2 separate regions of the Oryctolagus cuniculus genome follow, and region 2 is linked to region 1. Evidence: chromatin contacts called from public Hi-C data. All regions are on one chromosome and are shown on one strand. Each heading gives the region's core, a stretch centred on a gene start, on an enhancer-like site or on the middle of the called end of the contact. The rest is flanking DNA. Distances are from core to core; before and after follow the strand shown. Region 1 overlaps PEAK1 (pseudopodium enriched atypical kinase 1). Region 2 holds the start of LINGO1 (leucine rich repeat and Ig domain containing 1).

Region 1 (4,416 bases), core at 1,099-3,598:
GCCGTGAGCAGCTCCCGACGCCGTGCCGGGGAGGCCCTCGGGTCTCCAGGCGCCGATGGGAGGCCCGGGGCTGATCCGAGAGGGTCGCAGTAACCTGTGGGACCTCAGCACCAGAGCCCAGGATGAGCCCCGCCGGCTCCGGGGCCAGGTCTGAACTGGAGGCCAGCACGGCGGCAGTGAGGTCCAGGGCGTGCCCTCAGAAGGTGAGCTGGATGAGGCAGAGGGCAGCCCGGGCACCCGGCAGCCCCACCTGCTCCCATGGGGGCTGAACACCATCAGATTAGGGGACCCGTGTTCCTGCCAAACTCCGAGTCGGTTCGTGACCACGGAGGGCCACAGCCAAGGCACCCGAGGCCTGAGGAACATTCAGGACACTTCTGGGAGTCAGACTAAAGCTGTCCTGTCGAGTTCCCAGTGCCGTGTAATTCCCAGGTGAGACCCCTGGGACGCACTGCGTGGCACCGGGCAGCTTCCCACATGTAGGTCATTCTTGCTCTGGTCTCAGGAGTGCCCGGCCTTAGGTTGTGCCTCGGTTAGGACCTGTTCCCTGTCCCGCCAGCAGGGGGCCGAGGAGATGCTGGCCAGGCCTAGCCCCGCCTGTTTCTCGCGGCTCCAGCTGTCCGGAGGGCCGCAGGGCCCCACTTCCATGCCCCTCGCTGGCTGCGGAGGGTTGGACGTGCCAGTCCAGCCTGATGAGCCGCAGCACGGCTGCCCACGAGGCTGGAATGTTAGTTTTACCTCACTGAAGCTCCTTCCCCAAGGCCTACAGTGCTGTGCGAGGCCGGACCGAGGGGCCGCTCCGGCTGATGTGTGCGCCCAAGTCCAGCTGCCCGTGCCTGCCGAGCTCTGGGAGTGGGCTCCGTGGGCCAGAACCGGGGTCCCCAGGGAGGTCCGAGGAGCTGCAGTGCAAGCCGCTAGGTAGGGATTATACCAAAGAAACAGCCTCTGTCCTGGTGCTTCGGCAGCGATGAGCTGTGCCGGGACCAAGCCCACGGGCAGGGAGCTGGCACACGGACCGCGGCAGGGTGTTCAAACCCTCAGAACACCTGCTTTCTTGTTAAGAAGTCCGTTAAGAAGCCCATGCAGTAAATTAAGAGAAAAACGTAGAAGATGATGATGAAACCCTGAGCAGACAGAGCCCTCCAGGACTGGGGAGAAGAGACCGGCCCCCTCCTGCTACCCGGCAGTCCTGGCCACGGCCACGGCCACGGCCACGGCCACTCCTCAGCTGGGGAGCACCGGACCCCGGTGACAGCGAGAGCTGAAGGGTTTTCCTTGTTTCTTTGTTTGTTTTTTTAAACTAGAGGTCATGATAGTTTCAATAAGTTTGTTTAAACAGCCCTTGGGACATTCTTAACAAACTGCACCATGTTTATAAAGCTTCCTGCAGAGGCATTCCCCGCCCGTCACCACCATCCCTCCGTGCCCAGAACGCACAGGTGCTACCCAGCCGCCCAGCGCCCCCACCCCGCAGCCGTGAGAGATCAGAACAGGCTGTTACAGCGGCGCCGGGGCAGCTTCCCGCCGGGGTGGGCAGCTGGGCCCCGCGCCTGGGACGGCCCACCCAGAGGGTCTCCCCTCCCCCACCACGTTCCAGCTTCTCACCTTGGACCCATCCCACCCACCCCCTTGTGGGCTTTTTTTTTTTTTTTTTAATTTTTTCCCTAATCAAGAAAGTTTCAGGGAATCAAAAGAGGTCGGGAATTTTTTAACCTAGCAGAAGTACAGAGTTATATATTTTGCTACGAATATTATTGTAGTCCAGAGAACCCACTTTGCCTGTTGGGGTGTGCGTGCGTGTGTGTGAGTGTGTGTGTGTGTGTGTGTCTGCACCCACGATGACTTGAATGTTGAGCCAGCCCGATGGCTTCAGGGTAGCATTTCGGAAAGGTTAAACCACACTGCTCCAGGAAACGCTGCACACAGTCCCTGGGCATCCCTTCCCCCACCAGTTCCAGAGAGTGCTGTGCGTGCGGACACAGTGGTGAGGGCTCGTCTGCGGGCGGAGACCAAGTGGCCGCCCCGGCGACGCGAGTCGCGACAGCCCTCCCTCCAGTCCCTCCGCGTCCCCGCTTCCCAGGGCCTCGCCTCTCCACCTGCCCCCTCACCCCCGAGAGTCCCCTCGGCCACCGGGGCGCCACCCTCTGGTTTGCTGTGGTACTTTGCTGTGTACTCCGTGGCATCATGTAACTGTGTAAATAAACTCATTTTCATACACACGACAAGCCGACTCCTGGCTGGTTCTCCTGGCGACGGTTCCACGCTTGCAGCCATGGCCGTGGGCGGACACCCCATCCATCCAGCGGGAGATGACGGCGTTTAGCCACCCAGCGCCTTATCTCCTCCTGGCAGGGATGCCTTGTTCTCTCATCTCAGAAAAGGCAGTGGGCCGTTCCCAGCCCGCAGACTACAGGTTTGCTGCGTGAGGCTGCCCCCTAGTGGCAGGCCACCCACTCGCTGGATTTGGAGAGGCGCCGCTGGCTGCCCCTCTGTCCTGGGCAGGCACAGGGCCTGGAGGCAGCTTCGCCAGGATCCGCGTGCCTTTGACCTGGTCCTTAAAGACACGGTCGCAGGCAGGGCCCTCACCAAGGCTGGCACTTCAGTGGCAGAGACGGGAGGCCACCTGGCTTCAGTGTAGGCAGTGGGCAGTGACTAGCAGTGTTGGCGGCAGCTGCCTGCTTATCACAGTGACGAGGATGAAGGTGGGCGCTTAGAGACCCTGCACTCGGCCCTGATAGTGGTCACCGCCTCCCGCCAGGGGCTGCAGCTCTTCTGCTCCGGGGCGCACCCCGGAACTCACGGTGTCACCTGGGCCCGGGAGGGAGGGTCAGCAACAGAAAAAAGCACCGGCCGCAGGGCACAGCTGTGGTCCCCTGGCCCGGCTGGAGTGGCGAGAGAAAGCCCCTCCCCTGGCTCCCGCAGGGCGGACCCCAGGACGGAGGCAGCCAGGGCTGGGTGCACTGGGCTTGGGGTTGCCGTCGAGCTGCGGGTGTGAGTGCCCAAGAGGATGGGGGCCCTCTTCTGGGTGGGACAGGCCAGAGAGAACCAGAGTTCTGCTCTTCAGGGGGTCACTTAGTCCTGTGGGCAGTACTGTGCACCCCGCAGAGAAAGCACCCGGGAGAGCCCCAGAGCCGTTCCCAGGGGGTTCCCGGTGAGACCACCTCCTCCCTGACCTGGGCTGTGCAGCCGCAGCGGCACCGTGGACATTGGCCAGGGCCTCTGGCATCCACACGCCTGCAGAGTGAACCTCGGATTCTTCCCTGCCCAGAGAGGAGCGCGCCGACCCCACAGCCCACGCGGCCTTTGGAGCCAGCCTGGGCTCCGCTTCCTGCTTTAGGGGCCCAGAACCGCAGTCATGGTCACCAGCTGTGGGCAGGAGCAGCCGCAGGCAAGGAAACTCACACTCGGGATTCCCACTGTGGGCGGGGCGGGGCTGGCCCGGGGTGGGGGCAGAGGCGGGAGGGAGATGATCGCCGCGATCCAATTTTCTCACGCTGGCAGGCCTCGCAGACGCCGCAGCCTGGGCACAGCCTGGCTCCCTGCAGACCCCGCGGGCCCTCTGTGCATGCGCACATCGCAGCTGCAAGGTGCGTGGGAGTGACCTGTAGGTCTGCACCGCTGGTGATGGTCGGCTTTGGGATCTGAGAGGGGCCAGGCCGGGGGAGGGAAGAGGGTGTGGGGACAAAGGGGAGAGGGGTCCCTAGAGAAGTCCCCGGCCTGCTGGGAGCGGGAGAGGCCATGCCCTCTGTGGTCTGCTCCCCTGCCTGCACGCCAGTCAGCCTGAGTGTCCCCCCCTCCGCCTCCCTTCTCTCCCACCCCCTGGAGGGTGGGGGGCTCTGCGGGCCCACACTGTGATTGGTGACGCGGTCACGGAAACAGGCCCCAGCCACGTGCTCCACCTGCAGCCTCACTTTGTTCAGCCACCACATCTGATGACTATTCTGACGATATTTTTAAGATTTAATTATTTGGCCGGCGCCGCGGCTCACTAGGCTAATCCTCCACCTTGCGGCGCCAGCACACCGGGTTCTAGTCCCGGTCGGGGCGCCGGATTCTGTCCCGGTTGCCCCTCTTCCAGGCCAGCTCTCTGCTGTGGCCCGGGAGTGCAGTGGAGGATGGCCCAAGTGCTTGGGCCCCGCACCCCATGGGAGACCAGGAGAAGCACCTGGCTCCTGGCTCCTGCCATCGGATCAGCGCGGTGCGCCGGCCACAGTGGCCATTGGAAGGTGATCCAACGGCAAAAGGAAGACCTTTCTCTCTGTCTCTCTCACTGTCCACTCTGCCTGTCAAAAAAAAATTTTTTTAAAAAAAAGATTTAATTATTTGAAAGGTACAGTCACAGAGACGGAGACCCTCCATCTGCTGGTTCACTCCCTAAATGGCCGCAGCGGCCAGGGCGGGGCCAGGCTGAAGCCA
Region 2 (4,416 bases), core at 1,194-3,693, 650 kb before region 1:
AAGCCTGCTGGGAGGCACAGGAGGCAGCAGCTCTTGGCCACCGACACAATGGCAGGACACAGGGGGACCCCCTGAGACACCGCCGCCCCTGCCTGCCTTCGTGCAGGACTGCTGACCCAGATCCTCACCCCCGTGGGGCAGGGCACACACTTGGGGAGAAAGCTGAGGTTCAGAGCAAGGGTGCTGGGCGTGGAACCCCCAAGCAGAGAGAGCAAGGCTGTGCAGCTCCCAGGACAGGACAAGTGGGAGGGGCGGAGGGGGTTGCAGCCTGGAATTGCTGCTCTGCATGGATGTCGGGGTCTCCGGGGACAGGCTGTTTGTCTCTGTTTGCCTTCCCTTGGGCCGCCGGGATGTCCTGGGAGGACTCGTCAGGTGGTTTGTTGAACCAACACAGGCAATGCTGTGAGCTCATCTCCCTGGAGCCCCTCCCCTCCACCCCCAGGAGTCTGCTAGGAAGGTGGGAGGTACCCGGCCAGGAGAAAGGGGACAAAAGGGACTTTGGAGAGGCCACACAGAGCTGAGCGTGGCTGTGGGGAGGGAAAAGCAACTTCACGGGACGCCCGCCGTGGCCAAGCCTTTCCCGGGCAGGAATCCCCCACGGTCACCTGCTGTTTGCTCCCACGTGACAGGGAGGCTAGCACTGGGTCTGCCTCACCCAAAGCCGGGGGTCTCTGCAGGGCCACTTCAGACGCAGGGGTGCAGGGTGTGCAGCGTCCTGGGCTCCCGCCCGCCACTGCGCACACTCCGGGTTTCCTACACTTCCAGCTCCGGGCAGCAGGGGGAGGCTGTGCTGCATCTGGTCGCAGACTGGAGCAGGGGTTAGGATCGGGCGGCAGGAGAGGCGAGGCCTCCTTCCGCAGCTGCTGGGTTTGGGGAGCCTTTAGCCGCGCCCCCGGCACGGGGCGGGAGGTTTCCACCCGGATCTGCCAAGTGGAGTCTCACTGCTGCCCCAAAGAGAAGTTGAAACGCCTCAGTCCGAGGCTTCCCCAGTCTGTCTGCGCCCCAGTCTGCCCGTCACTCCCGATTTCCCGCTTCCAGGTTTTGCACAGGCTCTCCTCCGGCGGGGACGCCCATTCTGTTCCTTCCTGCCTGGCCAACTCCTACACATGCTCCAATACCTGGCGTCAACATCACCTCCTCCAGGAAGCCTGCCCGAATTTTCTCTACTCCCTACAGCTCCATCACAACTCCCGCTCCCTGCTTTCCTATATCACCTGCGTCCCAGGCCCCCATAGGATGGGCCCACGATGGGCGTTTAATGAAAGGTTTCCCCCTGCAGGTGTCTGTGGTGGGAGTGAGAAAATGCTGCTGCCCAGAGCCCAGGGGTGCACTTTACTTCCCAGGGGGTGTCACGAGGGTCGAGAGAGAGAGAGAGCCGGAATACACAGGAACTTTGCAAACTGTAGAGTGTCCTACCCAGCAGGTCCTGGTACCGCACAGCTTTGCCCCTGTCCCCTGGTTCCCTGAGCACCTAGCAGCACCCCAAATCTCACGAGCAAGGAGGAGATGGGGTTCAAGGCAAGCCCTTAGCCCCCAGAAAGGCGAACACCCTGTGGGAGTCGCCCCCCAGTGACGATGGAAGCCAACGTCCTTCCTTCCACAAAAGGGTAAAGGGAGGGGCAGAGAGGGGTCAGCGAGTACCCAAGGTCACACAGCAGGAGCGGGAGGCGACCTGGGTCCTCCCAGCGCAGCAGGTGTCTTCAGATCCGGGGCAGCTGCTCCCCAGTACCTCGTCCCCGACCCTGCAGTCCAGGGCGCCCAGCCCATGCGGTCCCACACCAGGCTCGGCCGCCAAGGAGCGCCGAGCGCCCTCTGGATGGCGTGGTCCGGGCAGCTCCCCACCGTCCTCCTCCTCCACTCACCTCCAGGCCCGGAGGACCGTGCTCGGCTGTGGCGGGCCGGGCGCCGCCCGCGCCGCCGCCCCGTGCTGTTCCCGCGCGGCTGGGCCGCCCTCCGGCGCCCTGGGGTGGGGCAGGTGCAGCGGGTGCGCTATCCCTTTAAGCCCGGGCGAAAGGCGAGGTGTCGGCGGTCGCCGAGGCTAGCGCGGGACGTCGCCACCCGCCGGGCCGGAGCCAGGGGCCGGGAACCGCGGAGTGAGCGGGGGGCGCAGGGGACAGCAGAGCCGGGGCACTGCGGGTCCCTTCGCTGCCCAGTGCGCGCGCCACCCCGGGCCCCGCGAGCGGCCCCGGTGTCTTGCGGAGGATGTGAGAGGCGGCGCGGGCGGTGTCGGGGCGGGGGGCGCGGGAGAGGGCGGCGGCGACAGACGCGGGACAGAGTCCGGGCAGGGGGAGCCGGGCGGGGAGGAAGCGGAGAGGCGGCGGCGGCCGAGAGGAGAAGGGGGCGCGAGAGCACGCAGCGCGGGCGGCGGCGCAGGGGCGGGGGGCCGAAGCCTGCGGGTGGGGGCGCGGAAGCGGAGCCGGGCTCCAGGGCTGGGGTTCGGCCGGGCGTGGTGGAGGAGCCGAGCGCCCGCGCGGTCCCCACGGGGAGCGGCGGGGCACGTGAGCGGCCGGCCCGGCAGAGGGCGCAGGGCCGCGCTCTGGGGATTCCGGGCGGCCGGGGCCGGGGGCCTTTGTGAGCGCCCCATCAGGGCGAGCCCGGGAGTGCGGAGCCCCGGTGAGGCGGCGGCGGGCCCTAGCGCGCTCGGTGTGCGCGGGTGGGAGCGCCCGGGCGGCCGGGAGCGCGCGTTAGGGATTCTGCCGGCATCGCAGCGCGGAGAGCTGGAGGCAGGAGCCGGCCGCGCCGGGGAGCGCAGGGTCCTCCCGCGCACACGCACACGCACACGCCGCGCTCTCACGCGCGCACACGCCCTCCCTGCCTCGCTCGCGCCGCTGCCACCATCTCGGAGCCGAGCCCTGTGGAGCGGGCACCCGAGCCGGAGCCGGGACTGGAGCGCAGCCGAGCCGGGGGATGCGGGCCCGGAGCAGAGCCGCGCGCGGACGGCGCGCCCCGGATGGTGAGTGAGGCCGGGCCGGGCCGCTGCGGCGAGGCTGGGGCCGCGGGGACGCAGGCCAGGGAGCAGGGGGTCCGGGCGCCGGCAGCGCCGCGTGCGCGGCCTCTGATTGGGCGGGAGCCTTGGGGGCAGCGGTGCGGGTGTCGAGTGCGCGTCCGTGGGGGGCGCTCGCGCGCGGAGCTGGGGGGTGCGCGCTCTGTACCTCAGGCCGTGACCGCGCTCCCGCCTGCGCGCGGCCCCGCCTCAACCCGCACCTGCCACCAGAAGCCTTGCGACTTGGAGCAACTTTGCGGAGCCCCCGGGGCGCGGCAGGCCGGGAGGGGGCGGGGAGGCTCTTTAAGGGTGTGGGGTGGAACTCTGGCCTCTTCCCTGGCGGGCACGCGAGTGCGCTAAGCCTCTGCCCCAGCCAGCGCGGCCGCCGGCTCCCCGGGATGCCCAGCCGGCCCTGCGGCGTCTGGCTGGAGCCGCTCCGGGCGCCGGGCTCCTGTGACCCCGCCAGGGTCAGCTGGTACCGCGTGGCCACGTTCCCCAGGCCGGGAAGCCGAGTCTTTGCAACCAGGCCAGAGACACGGGGGTTGCGGGGCCAGAGTGGAGGAGATGTGGCCCTTGTGTGCCTGCCTTTGTGTGTCTCCCGCGCTGCTTCTCTGCGGGACAGTTGGCTCGAGAGGGGGCACCTGCTGGCGCGGTGCCCTGGGCACCGAGGCCGTGGTCTTTCGGCTCCCCGTACTCTGCTGCGGGGCCTCGGAACCTGCCCACACCCGGAGGCCGCCCAGCCGGTGCGGAGGAAGACTGGCTGGGGAGATGTCCGCGTGGGGCCCCGGAAGCTGCGGATGGCCGATTGCGTTGACTCCCTCCAGCTTGAGGTTGCGGGGGGTAGAGCCCCTGGGGTCCCCAGCGGCCCCTGGCAGCCCTCTCTTTCCTGGCACCCAGGGTGTGAGTCTGGAGGCAGCGGTGCTGGGCAGGCCGGTCTGCCTGCGTCCCTGGGGTCTGGCAGTGCCGGTTGGATCTGCGTGCCGGCTTAAGCCCTGCTCCCACCCCAGCATCTCCTGCTGCATCCCCGCCTGCTGGGGAGTGGGCAGGAGCCAGGGCACACCTGTCCATTTCACCCAGGAGGGTTTGGAGGCACCGAGGGGTCTCCTGTGTCAGGCCAGTCCCTTCCATTGTGAAGGGGTCCTGTGTGGGGCAGGCGGCACCGCTGACTTGGCCACAGGGCTCCCCGGGGCTTCCCTCCTACTGCGTGTCCCAAACACCTTCCCTGATGGGACTGCTGGAGGCCGTTGAGCGGAGGTCCTTGTCTGAGCTGAGGGACCTCGGGAGCCCAGCTCGGTTACCTCCTGGGGCCGGGGTCTGGCTGGCTCTGCTGGGCAGGTTTGCACATCAGGGAGCTCAGGGATTCCCCCCGCCCCCACCAGCCTGGCATGTCCTTCTGTCTGGACTGTGAGGAACCCTACCTGTTCTCTCGAGAC

Evidence for each region. Hi-C and Micro-C count contacts between places; a contact is called where the count stands out from the background.
Region 2: a Hi-C map of an unstated tissue shows a contact between it and region 1, with 2.6 times the contacts expected there. The contact joins the promoter of LINGO1 here to the enhancer-like site in region 1. A contact is called at or near these places in 2 of 6 Hi-C or Micro-C datasets (ear pinna and an unstated tissue).

The regions. Positions count from the first base shown.
Region 1 is chr12:107,619,408-107,623,823 of mOryCun1.1, reverse strand. It overlaps PEAK1 (pseudopodium enriched atypical kinase 1), which reads left to right. Exons shown (of 9, transcript XM_070054636.1): 9 at 1-2,222. Among named protein-coding and RNA genes, the nearest start is that of TSPAN3, 24 kb to the right of the region's middle. Within about 2 kb of position 2,348, at least 1 of the 8 cell types and tissues checked has an H3K27ac peak or open chromatin away from gene starts, as enhancers often do.
Region 2 is chr12:108,266,495-108,270,910 of mOryCun1.1, reverse strand. LINGO1 (leucine rich repeat and Ig domain containing 1) reads left to right here and starts at 2,443. Exons shown (of 4, transcript XM_070054640.1): 1 at 2,443-2,953.